2 separate regions of the Mus musculus genome follow, and region 1 is linked to region 2. Evidence: chromatin contacts called from public Hi-C data. All regions are on one chromosome and are shown on one strand. Each heading gives the region's core, a stretch centred on a gene start, on an enhancer-like site or on the middle of the called end of the contact. The rest is flanking DNA. Distances are from core to core; before and after follow the strand shown.

What was found. Hi-C and Micro-C count contacts between places; a contact is called where the count stands out from the background.
Region 1: a contact with region 2 is called in a Hi-C map of liver, with 2.0 times the contacts expected there. The contact joins two enhancer-like sites. A contact is called at or near these places in 3 of 484 Hi-C or Micro-C datasets (bone marrow-derived macrophages, liver and nephron progenitors) and 6 of 115 datasets of contacts at active chromatin or transcription factors (CD4 T cells, bone marrow-derived dendritic cells, bone marrow-derived macrophages and 3 more).

Annotation. Positions count from the first base shown.
Region 1 is chr2:163,296,211-163,301,110 of GRCm38.p6, reverse strand. The region is part of intron 3 of Tox2 (TOX high mobility group box family member 2); the gene reads right to left. Among named protein-coding and RNA genes, the nearest start is that of Gm35750, 58 kb to the left of the region's middle. Within about 2 kb of position 1,315, at least 20 of the 459 cell types and tissues checked have an H3K27ac peak or open chromatin away from gene starts, as enhancers often do. A contact at or near this core is called in liver, where this site is marked.
Region 2 is chr2:163,164,753-163,169,916 of GRCm38.p6, reverse strand. No RefSeq gene overlaps it. Among named protein-coding and RNA genes, the nearest start is that of Tox2, 36 kb to the left of the region's middle. Within about 2 kb of position 3,371, at least 28 of the 459 cell types and tissues checked have an H3K27ac peak or open chromatin away from gene starts, as enhancers often do. A contact at or near this core is called in liver, where this site is marked.

The sequences.
Region 1 (4,900 bases), core at 66-2,565, 130 kb before region 2:
GTGCATTCTGCTCTCTGAAATATCTATAGTCTTAAGGAGTCAAATGTTTGAAAATTAGCCCCCTTTTTCGAACACACACACACACACACACACACACACACACACAGTCCTTGCGCCAGAAAAAGAGAGAGCCAATAGCAAGCCTCCCCCAGTGCCTGCCCCTTGCTGGCAAGCCTCGTTGGCAAGTATTTCTAATAAACTTTCATGCTTGGCAGGAGATCCTTTGCAGGCTGACAAATTCCTCCTGAAATGTAGATGTCTTGTTCAGAGTTATTACTCCAGTGCACAGGTGCCCAGCTGCTATTGTAAAACCAGCAAGCATTTAATTGAAACAAACGACTATAATAATGGTACATTATCCCTGCAGGCCAAGCGCCATCATAGTTTTAATTATTGAGTTAAGAGTCTCACTAATTTATCCTTTAAAGCAACAGCCCATTCCCAGTTAGACTCATCATCTTGTTATGAATATGAAGGCCCAGCAGGGAGGTTGTGAATCGAAAGCCATTTGTCCCCTTCAGGGCTGTTTTTGTCTTTGAAGAAAGGTTTGCAAACAGGCAGCTGGTTGCTTGGCAGGCTCCCCTGGGGATGGGAGGTTTCTGTTGAGGTTGGAATGGGGGCCTGCCTGACCCTTGACTTCCATCTCTGGGTTGCGGGCCTCCTTACAGAGCCTGTGCTAGCTCTCTACTTGATCGCAACCAAGATCCAAAGTCCTCCCTAAGCTACAGTCCCCGCCACAGCCTTAAACCCCAAAGCCTGGTACCTCTCTGGTTTCCTCCTTAACTGCTCTCCTCCCACTCATCCCACCCCTGTTTCATTCCACGCCCCCTTCATTACTGTTCCTTGAATATTCAAGTGGGCTCTTGCTTCTGGGCCAGTGTAGAATCGAGTGCATTTTTGTGCCCTGGGGGGAATTTGTGGACATTTTTGGTTGTTGTAACTGGACTACAAGCTAAAGCAACAGGAACGCTCAGACTACAGAACAGCCACTTCCAAAGTCAATCCCGCTGGGTGTGGACTGCCTGTTCATGAGCCTCGGTCAGCAGAGTTCTTCCGCACGGGGAGGAGTGCTCACCCCGCTTCCTTCTTCACAACTGAGTGCCCTGGTTCAAGCCTCAAGTTCCCCAGGAGGCTTTTCCTGGCCAAGCAACATTGTGATGCAGCCTGGATCCCAGTGCACACGGGAGAGCGGACAGAAACCCCTAGCCTCTTAGGCTGCTGTTGTCTTCTCTCCAAAGCACCTGCTAACAGTGTGTGGGACATTTATTATTGGCTTTTTTGTTGCCCTCTTATAACTACACCTGGCTTAGACCTTTGCTTTGATCCCTGACTGCCGGCCAGCACCTAACAGGGTGTGAAGGTCAGTGAGAGCCAAGCCTGTTCTCTGAGGACAGGAAAAGGAAGTTTCTGGAAGAAGAGAGAGGCCAGCCTCTCAGTCAGGCATGAGAAAGATGGCACATAGCAATGGATTTGACAAACCAGAGGCTACTAGGGTCTCAAACCAGGGCAGCTTTACTGCCATGGGAAAACAGAAGCCAAAGCAAATGGGAATAAGGATGTGACCACCGCCAGCTCTGTCCAGGAGGCTGGTCTGGGGCTTCTAGAAGGTGACAAAGGCGGACGGACTTTCAGTTAAACTACTATAGGGAAGTGAGGAGGTGGCACTGTGACCTTGACTCTCTGAGCTGGGGTTTCATTTCCATTCTTGGGCAGCCCCTTTCAGGACCTCGGGCCACAATGCTTGGGCATGGCAGATGGCAAGGGTACCTCACTCAGACATATGAGGTTCACTGTTCCCTGTATCTAGTCTGTATGAGGCTGGACCAGGCTCATACCTGGTGAGTCTGAGCCTTACATCAGCTCTCCTCACTACTGAGACCAAAAGGGGCTGGTGTGGATTGGCTGGCCCGACCGTGTCTCCTCGCCTGTGGTTACAACATTGTCCGCAAGGTATGGGTCTTCTCATTACACCACAGGAAGCCAGCAAAGTGTCTTGCTTTGATTAATCTTTGTGACTTATCTTTCCGTGTCTTTGAAGAATGGGAGGGAACTGTTGAACAGTCAGTGACCAACCACGTCAGGACTTCTGTGGTGACAGAAGATGTATGAGTGTGTGTGTGTACGTGTGTGTGTGTGTGTGTGTACGTGTGTGTGTGTGTTGATTGATGTTCAAAGACCTTTCAAGAGGCGCAGGCACTGTGAGCTCTCTCTTGTGCTCTGGGGTCACAGTGGGAATAAAGTTGGAGGGGTCAGAGGGGGTAGGTCACTGAGAACAGGGGATCCTGGGAGGTACGTGGGCCAAGAAAGGATCAGAGCCTCCTGTGCTCAGCTTAATAAATGAGAGGTGGGGTCAAGAGGCTCTCGGGGCAGATTTGATAGACAGGGATGATCTGAGGAAGAAGAACCAGCTGTCCTTGGCCACGAGCGGTGCTAGTGGGTGCTAATAATAAAAAAATTGACCTGTCTACACTAGGCTTTTACATGTTTCTAAACTTGAGAGCTTGTATACCTTTAACCCCAGCACTCAGGAGGCATATGCAGGAGAACCTCTGAGTTCAAGGCCAGCCTAGTCTATAGAGCAAGTTACAGGTCTGCCAAGGCAACCCAGAGAAACCCTGTCTCAAAATCTTTTAAAGTTATTTTATTATGTTACGCAAATGGGTTAAGTTGTGTCTGCATGTCTGTGTACCATACGCATGCAATGCTCACAGAAGCCAGAAGAGGGTGCAGAATAAGGCGTTTGATGTAGCGTTATAGATGGTTGTGAGCCACCATGTGGGTGCTGGGGATTGAACTCAGGACCTCTGGAAGAGCAGCCAGTCCTCTTAACTGCTGAGCCATCTCTCCAGCTTCCTCCTCAGGTTTTAAGGCTCTGCTCAAATGTTCTTGTCTCTGGGAGGTCCTGACTCTATTACCTAAACCTGGGCTCCCATGATCCCCCTCAGGCACACTGTGATGACTCTCAGGGACCTTGTCAAAAAGTGTCACCACACCTTCATTTGAGTGGATGCATGCTTAGCTCTGAATGGGGACACCACAGCTGGATCCTTTGACTTGCTTCTCCCTATGTGGCTCTCTCTGCCGGTGATGCCCCACTCACCCCATGTACCTAGCCATTGCCCCACATCAGCCAGCAGTATCCCCTGACTTCATGTCTCGGGGCTCCCCCAATTAAGGGCAGAGATAGGACCAGATCTTTCCTTAGAACGGTTCCACTGGCTAACCTATGAGTATGAACGGGAGCCGGGGATACTGGGGCAGACGGCCAGTTTGAAGGCAGCTGCACCTGCTAGTCCCTGACAGAGATGTCTGAGCTAGGATGTGGGATACTGGAGCAGGAGAGAATCAAGGAGTGGGTCTTCAGAGCTTGGTGGTGGGCTCAGGGGGGTGGTCTCTGCCCTACTCAGCGCTCCCTGGCAGAGGTGAGACCCTAACATGACAGGGAAGCCCAGGGAAAGGCCAGAGTAATCTATCCCTTCCACCTTCACACCAAACACACTACATTCTAAATTAGCACACGTGCTAATTAAAACCATCTTTCCAAAGAATTTATTACTGGGTATTCTGAGCTAATTATAAATTCTCTGTGGCTGATCTCGAGCAGTCTGCTAATGCAGTGTTGAAATCTCTTTGGCCACCCTTGTTTAAATTATTCATCAGGCCCCGGCAACAGTTGTGAACTGTAATTTAAGCAGTCAGCTCATGAATATTCAATCAACACAACAAACAGTGCCGTGTTTTACTGCCTTGCCGCTCAATATTTTGTATCCTCGCCTATGTTTGCGTGTTTTTATGAACTCTCGAGGAAAGAGGAGTGTACTGCCTGGCTAAGCTTCGCCTGAAGTGTGGGAGTGGGGGAGGCAGGAGGGACAGGAGTCCGGAAAGCCTCTCTGGGGCTACAGGGATGGGGCTCAGTGGCTTCACATCTAAAGAGGGTGGAGGGAGGCCCAGGGCTGTGGAGGGTAAAAAGTCTCCTGAAGACACAGAGTGGATCCCAGGCACAGGCAGGACTCCGTGTTCTGGGGTGATTCCTACTGCCTAATTGGCCAAAAATTAAGTAGCAAAGGCTCTCTGGGGAGAGCTGGCCTGTGGGGCAAGGCTCAGTGGATGAAGCACATCACTGGCTCCCAGCATCCAACGGTCAGTGGCCAGATGTTGCTAGCTTACATGATGCTCGTCCAGGCAACAGGTTACCTGCAGTCCTTCAGAACCTGCGTTCTCTCTCCTTGATCCCCATGGCCCCTGCTCCCATCACATGCTTTAGGGCTTCCCAAGCCACCAACACCTTGGATGCCTCCCCAGGTGGCTTCCCAAACCCTCAGTTGCCTTCCCTGTAGAGTGGGATAATATCAGGTGGTTGTATAAGAATCAAACAGTGCAGATGACATAGTGTGGTGAACAGGAAGACATCCCTAGATACTTCAGCTTTTCTGGTCATCCCCACCAACCTTACTAACTAGTTACCTGGCAATGACTATAGTAGATGTCTGCCTTCTAGCCTGCTAACCATTCGAACTTGTTATAAACTGCTATGGCATGCGCCCCCTGTGCTGGGTACTGTGGCAGTCAGTGAGAGAGACCTGCTTCCTGCTCTCAGGGTCCTGTATTCCCATGAGGAAGGCCAAAGCCACACAAAACCCATCTCTAAGTGTGTTGTGTTTCAAACAGTGCTAAATGCCATGGGAGAAGCTCAGGCAGGAAGACAAGAAGTGTGAGGTGGGGGTGGGAGGCGATTTTGGAAAGGGTGGCCAGACAAGGCCTTGTATAGAGAGCGAAATTTGGCTTCCCTCTAAGAGGTGAGAGAGGTGTGTGAGCAGGCACAGGGACAGTGTGGAAAAGTACCGAGAACAAAGGCAGATTAGCAAAGAGGCTGCAGCCAGGCACACATTGGTATAGGAAG
Region 2 (5,164 bases), core at 2,122-4,621:
AAAAAACCAACCAAACAAACAAACAAAAAACCCGACATAATGTCACCTGAACACACAGAACAAGGGAAAAATAGATCTCGAATATTGAGCTGTAGTTCCGTCCTCGGAGAACTTGACCAAAATTATTATTAATTGCAGTTGTGGGCCTCAGCACTTTGCCGTGTCTGCAATTTTAAAAAGCAAACAAACATCTTGTTCTCAAGATAATCCCCAGTTGTTTATATTTGGTCTCCCTGAGAAAGGACGTCCTGGGACTCCAGTGCAGCGGGGAAGAAAGGGCAGCCCAGCAGGGTTTCCTCTTCAATGGCCAAGGCCTGGGTGGAAATCAGCTCGTACTGCCCCAGTTTAATCATGGAGGATACACAGGTCACCAGCACCTCTCTATGCTCCAATACCCCAGGGCTCACCCCCTTCTTGGTTTACCCTAATTTCATCCATAACAAGAGATCTTACTGGAGAGGCTGGTGAACTCAAAGAATACAAAAGAATACCAATGCCCCTTTACTAACGTCTAACTTCACTAACGGCCTACCCTTGGCGTGGATATCAACAGCTGCCCCATCAGCAGTGCCCTAGATTTCTTCTCTGCAAGAAACTGAACAGTCACTGCTGCTCCTCAAAAGATTGTGAACACTCATCGCTGCCTCCGAATTCTGAGATGAATCAGGCCTGATCCTGGCCTGTTGTAAGCTTTTTAGTATGCTAATAAACAAGAGCATCAATTACTCAATCAGACCGCTTTTAATATCTGTATGTGTGTGTGTGTGCGCACATGTGTGCATGTGTGTGCACATGTGCATAGGCATGCATGTGTGCATATACACGTGTGAGTACACATGTATGTATATGGTCATGTGTGTATGTGTGTTTGTGTAAGTTTGAATAACGGTTTTCTCCTTCCTCAGTCACTCTTCACCTTATCTCTTAAGGCAGAGTCTCTTATTGAACATGGAGCTCGATGATTAGGCTAGGCTGACTGGCCAGCAAGCCCCGGGACCCTCTGGTCTCTGTCTTCCAGGCGTCGGGATACAGATACTATAGGTAGAAGCCACTCAGCCCAGATTGTTTTAACTTGTATTTGTTTGTTCATTTGCTTTATGTTTGTTTGTTTGTTTTGTCTGCATGTAAGTCTGTGTACCAAAGCGGAAGGACAGAACTGACTCTCACAAGTTGTTCTGTGACCTCCACACCCATGTGGTACACATGTGCCCACACTCACACATACACATCGCACAATGCTATAAATTATAATAAAGAAAGATGATTGAACAGATTTGCTCGGAGAAACCATCCTGCACTCAGAAAGGAATCTCTGGCCTTGAAGGGTGCAAAAGATCAGGGCTCCCAGGAGACCTCAAAACCTCCCTCACCCCCAACTCTACAACCCAACACCTCCTTCATGAAAATCTGCACTTCCACTTGCTCCCAAGAGCCACCAGCGATGCTGAGTCTGCCTCTGCTCCCGGGATCCAGCTCTAATGCTGGGCTTAGATCTGAGATGGTCCCCACATGGTGTATCTACATCTGGTGGCACTAGCTAGGGAGGCTGTAGGGACTTTAGAGGCAGGCCTTGGCTGGTGGCCCTTGGAAGGTGGTATTCAGCTTCCGCTGTCTCTGTTTCTGTCTGTGTCTCTGTCTGTCTCCCTTTCCCTCTCCCTATCCTTCTCCCTTTGTGTGTGCACCCATGCAAACCTGTCTCTTTCTCTGGATTTCTCTCTCCTTTTTTTCTTTTCCCTCTTCCCCTCCCCTCTTCTCCTTTCTCCTTCTCCTCTTCCTTCTCTCTTCATCCACCCATCTCTTATCCCTCCCCAGCTCCTGCACACACTCCTGCTCCCGTGCAGTGAGCTTCCCCACCATACTTTCCCTGTCAGGATGAACTGAACCCTCTGAAAACAGGAGCCAAAATAAACATTTCCTGCCTCAAGTTAGGTGTCAGATGCTGTGCTCACGATGATGTGTATGTAACCATGGCGACACAATATGTAACCAACACACCTGGCACAGACCGACCCTTAGCCAGGACAACCTCTCTCCAGGGTCCAGGCCCTGCTGCTCGCAATATGTCTTCTCTATCAATAGGCCATGTCTGTATTTTGTCTTCTGGGTCCCTTGTAGGCATTTGCTTTTGCAGCCTCTGACCAATGTACGTTTCACAGATGCCCTGACTGGCCTGATGGTCAGGGAGCCAGGGAATCAGTTAGCAGCATCCCAGAATCCCCCATCTCATTGGCCAGGTTGTTTTCCTGTGAACACACAGCCTGCCTGCCTGCATTACACTCCTCAGGAGACCTCCAAGATAATGGATCTCTAGGTCTCCATCCACCTCTGTGCGGTTTCAGGTGATGCCAGCAGAGCCCAGAGTTTTAGTTCCCCTATCCATAAAATGGGTATGATGTTACAAGACGGGGTCAAGGTGAACAACTTAAGGAGCCACTGGCTGGTCTCACCTGAATGTCCCCTCCTGTCTACAGATGCTGTGAGGCCAGGGGAACAGAATAGGAGCACAGCTAGGTAGCATGAGAAAGAATGCCACTGTCACTCAGCTGCCTGTTTTTATGTTATGTCTTCACCCACAGAATTCTTACACAAAACACCTCAGTTTCTCCTAAGCATGCGGATGCCTCCTGCTCACCCTACTCCTTGGAGTACCCCTGGACCCCAGCTGTGTGTCTATGAGGAGAGAGAAAGGGGTTTGCCACCATCAGAGAAGTGACTATGTAACAGGATGTACAAAGGTTTAAATGACCTTACTTCTGACCCCCTCACTCTGACCCCTTAACCATGCAGATAAAATCTGGAAGGGAGAAGTGTAACCACCTTTACAAAAGGGCTACGGTCTGCACGGTGCAAACATTAGACGCCCTCGGAGTGGGCTCCTTCTCCTTGCCCAGCCTCAGTGTCCTTATCTGTAAAATGGGGCAGTCACAGCACAGCCTCCACCATGGGGATGTCCAGAAGATTAAATGAAGTCATATCTAGTGTACTAACTATATGGCTGACACCTGGCCGCCTACCCAAGGGCCAGAGTAAGAGACAAACGTCCAGGAAGTTGGAGGGGGCGCTCCAGTTTCACCTCTATACCCTAAATTCTCAGAGTTGCAAGGCTGGGTCTTCCAACCCATTTCTCAAAGGGTCCCACCTTCCAGCTCTCCGCTGTACTGGAAGCCATCTGGTGAAGCAGGCTTGCAGCCACAGGTGAGCAAGAGTTAATGGGCCTCTGACCCACTTTTCTAGCAGACTCATTACCTCATCATTAGCCTTGAAGAGAAGATAGTGGCAGCTGATTAGCAGACGCTGTCATAGCTGGAAGAGGGTAGGATCTGAGTCATCTGCCCACTGCCAGTGAACTCTGACCTCAGCAACTGATGCCAGAATCAGGCAGAATGAATTCACTGACCCCATTACGGTGTCTGCCTCTCCTGCATTCCCTAGGGAAGCACGATGCTACCCCATCTCAGCCTGCCCTGGCTTCTGAGTGATTTCAGACAACTCTGTGAGATGGAAGAAAAGGGACAGGCTGCCAGCTCTCCCTACCAGGAACCTAGTGACGCTCACTGACACTCCTAGACCAGGTTAGAAGCTGTGCAGCCATCCCTGCCTGAGTGAAAGGGCAGGATCTCTTCCGGGAGACCGGCTGGGGCCACTCTGCAGAGTGGAACCAGAACCTGCACATCTCCCACGCCTACGTGATGAGGGAGGGGACAAGCGTTGTCAGCGGGACTCACTCCCCAGATCATGTCACTGGGTCTTAGTGGAACCCAGGTTCAGACCACAGAGCAGTGCTGTCAAAGGTGACAACCACTCATTTTTAAACACTCCGACTGTGGGCAGCATCGGGGTAAAATATACAGGAGTCGTCTCAGACACTACCAAAAGACAAGAGCAGAAAAGATCTCATTAATAAATTTCTACTCGGATTGCATGCTGAAATGAGGATATTTTAAGTGTGTTGCAATAAATAGAATGTGGTGCTAAAATCCATTTCACATTTCGTTGTATGTTTTTAATAGAGCTGCCGAGATTATAAAGTTCTGGATGTGGTAAGCATCCTGCGTCAATAAACAGCAGGCTTTTGCCCTAGAGATTTCCACACTGGAGTTTTTCTTTTTGCCACAGCTAGCTAGCTGCAGGTTCTTTTCACTCTGCCCAGAAAGGAATCACTGGTAAGCACAGAGAAAGTCCCTTCGGGTTGGTGGCCCCGAGTTCCAAAGACTGCTGAGCTGAGCTTCCAAACCCTGGGGATCCAGGCTGTGAGCCTTCAGACCTGGAGACTGGTAGTAGCTCCAGGACCCCCAGCCTGTGGCTTCCTGCTCAGGCAGGAACTTATTCTTCTGGTCACAGAATGCCAGCACTCACAGCTCCTCTTAGGGCTTCTGAGTGTTGATGTCAGGACCCACAATGCTTTAGCCCTTGGTGGCTCTCTGAAATCTGCCAGTGACCAAGGTTTGCAAACATTATCCTGTCTTTGTACTGTCTTCTTTGCTCTCTGGGATTCTTCAGCTGTCTCCTACTGTTGATCTATGGGGTTGCCTAGGTGGTTTGAATGAGAATCTCGAGAATGGCCCCCATAGGTTGTTTTGGAAAGGACTAGGAGGAGTGGCCTTGTTGGAGGAGGTGTTATCTCTGGGGGCGACTTTGAAGTTTCAAAAGACATCACCATTCCCAGGTTAGGAGGGAGGGAGAGGGAGGGAGAGGGAGGGAGAGGGAGGGAGGGAGGGGGAGAGAGAGAGAGAGGGAGGAAGGGAAGGAGGGAGGGAGGGAGGGAGGGAGGGAGAGAGAGAGAGAGAGAGAGAGAGAGAGAGAGAGAGAGAGAGAGTGAGAGAGAGACTTGCTTCATGTTTGTAGATCAAAAATGTGAGCTCTCAGCTACTGCTCCAGCACCATGCCTGAGTACTGCCTTCTTCCCCATGATAGTCTTGGTCTCTAACTCTCTGAAACTGTAAACTCAAAATGAAACACTTTGATTTATAAGTTAGTTTTCTTGGTCCTGGTGATTTATCGCAGCAATAGAAAAGTAACTAAGACAGTTGGGTGTTTTTAGTTTTGCTTTTGCTTTTGCTTTTGGTTTGTTTTGTTTAATATATAAGTCTGTCTGGAATTCTCTAACCACCTCCGGCATTTTAACTGCCTGCTCACCACCACCACGGCCTATCAGCAGCTGCTC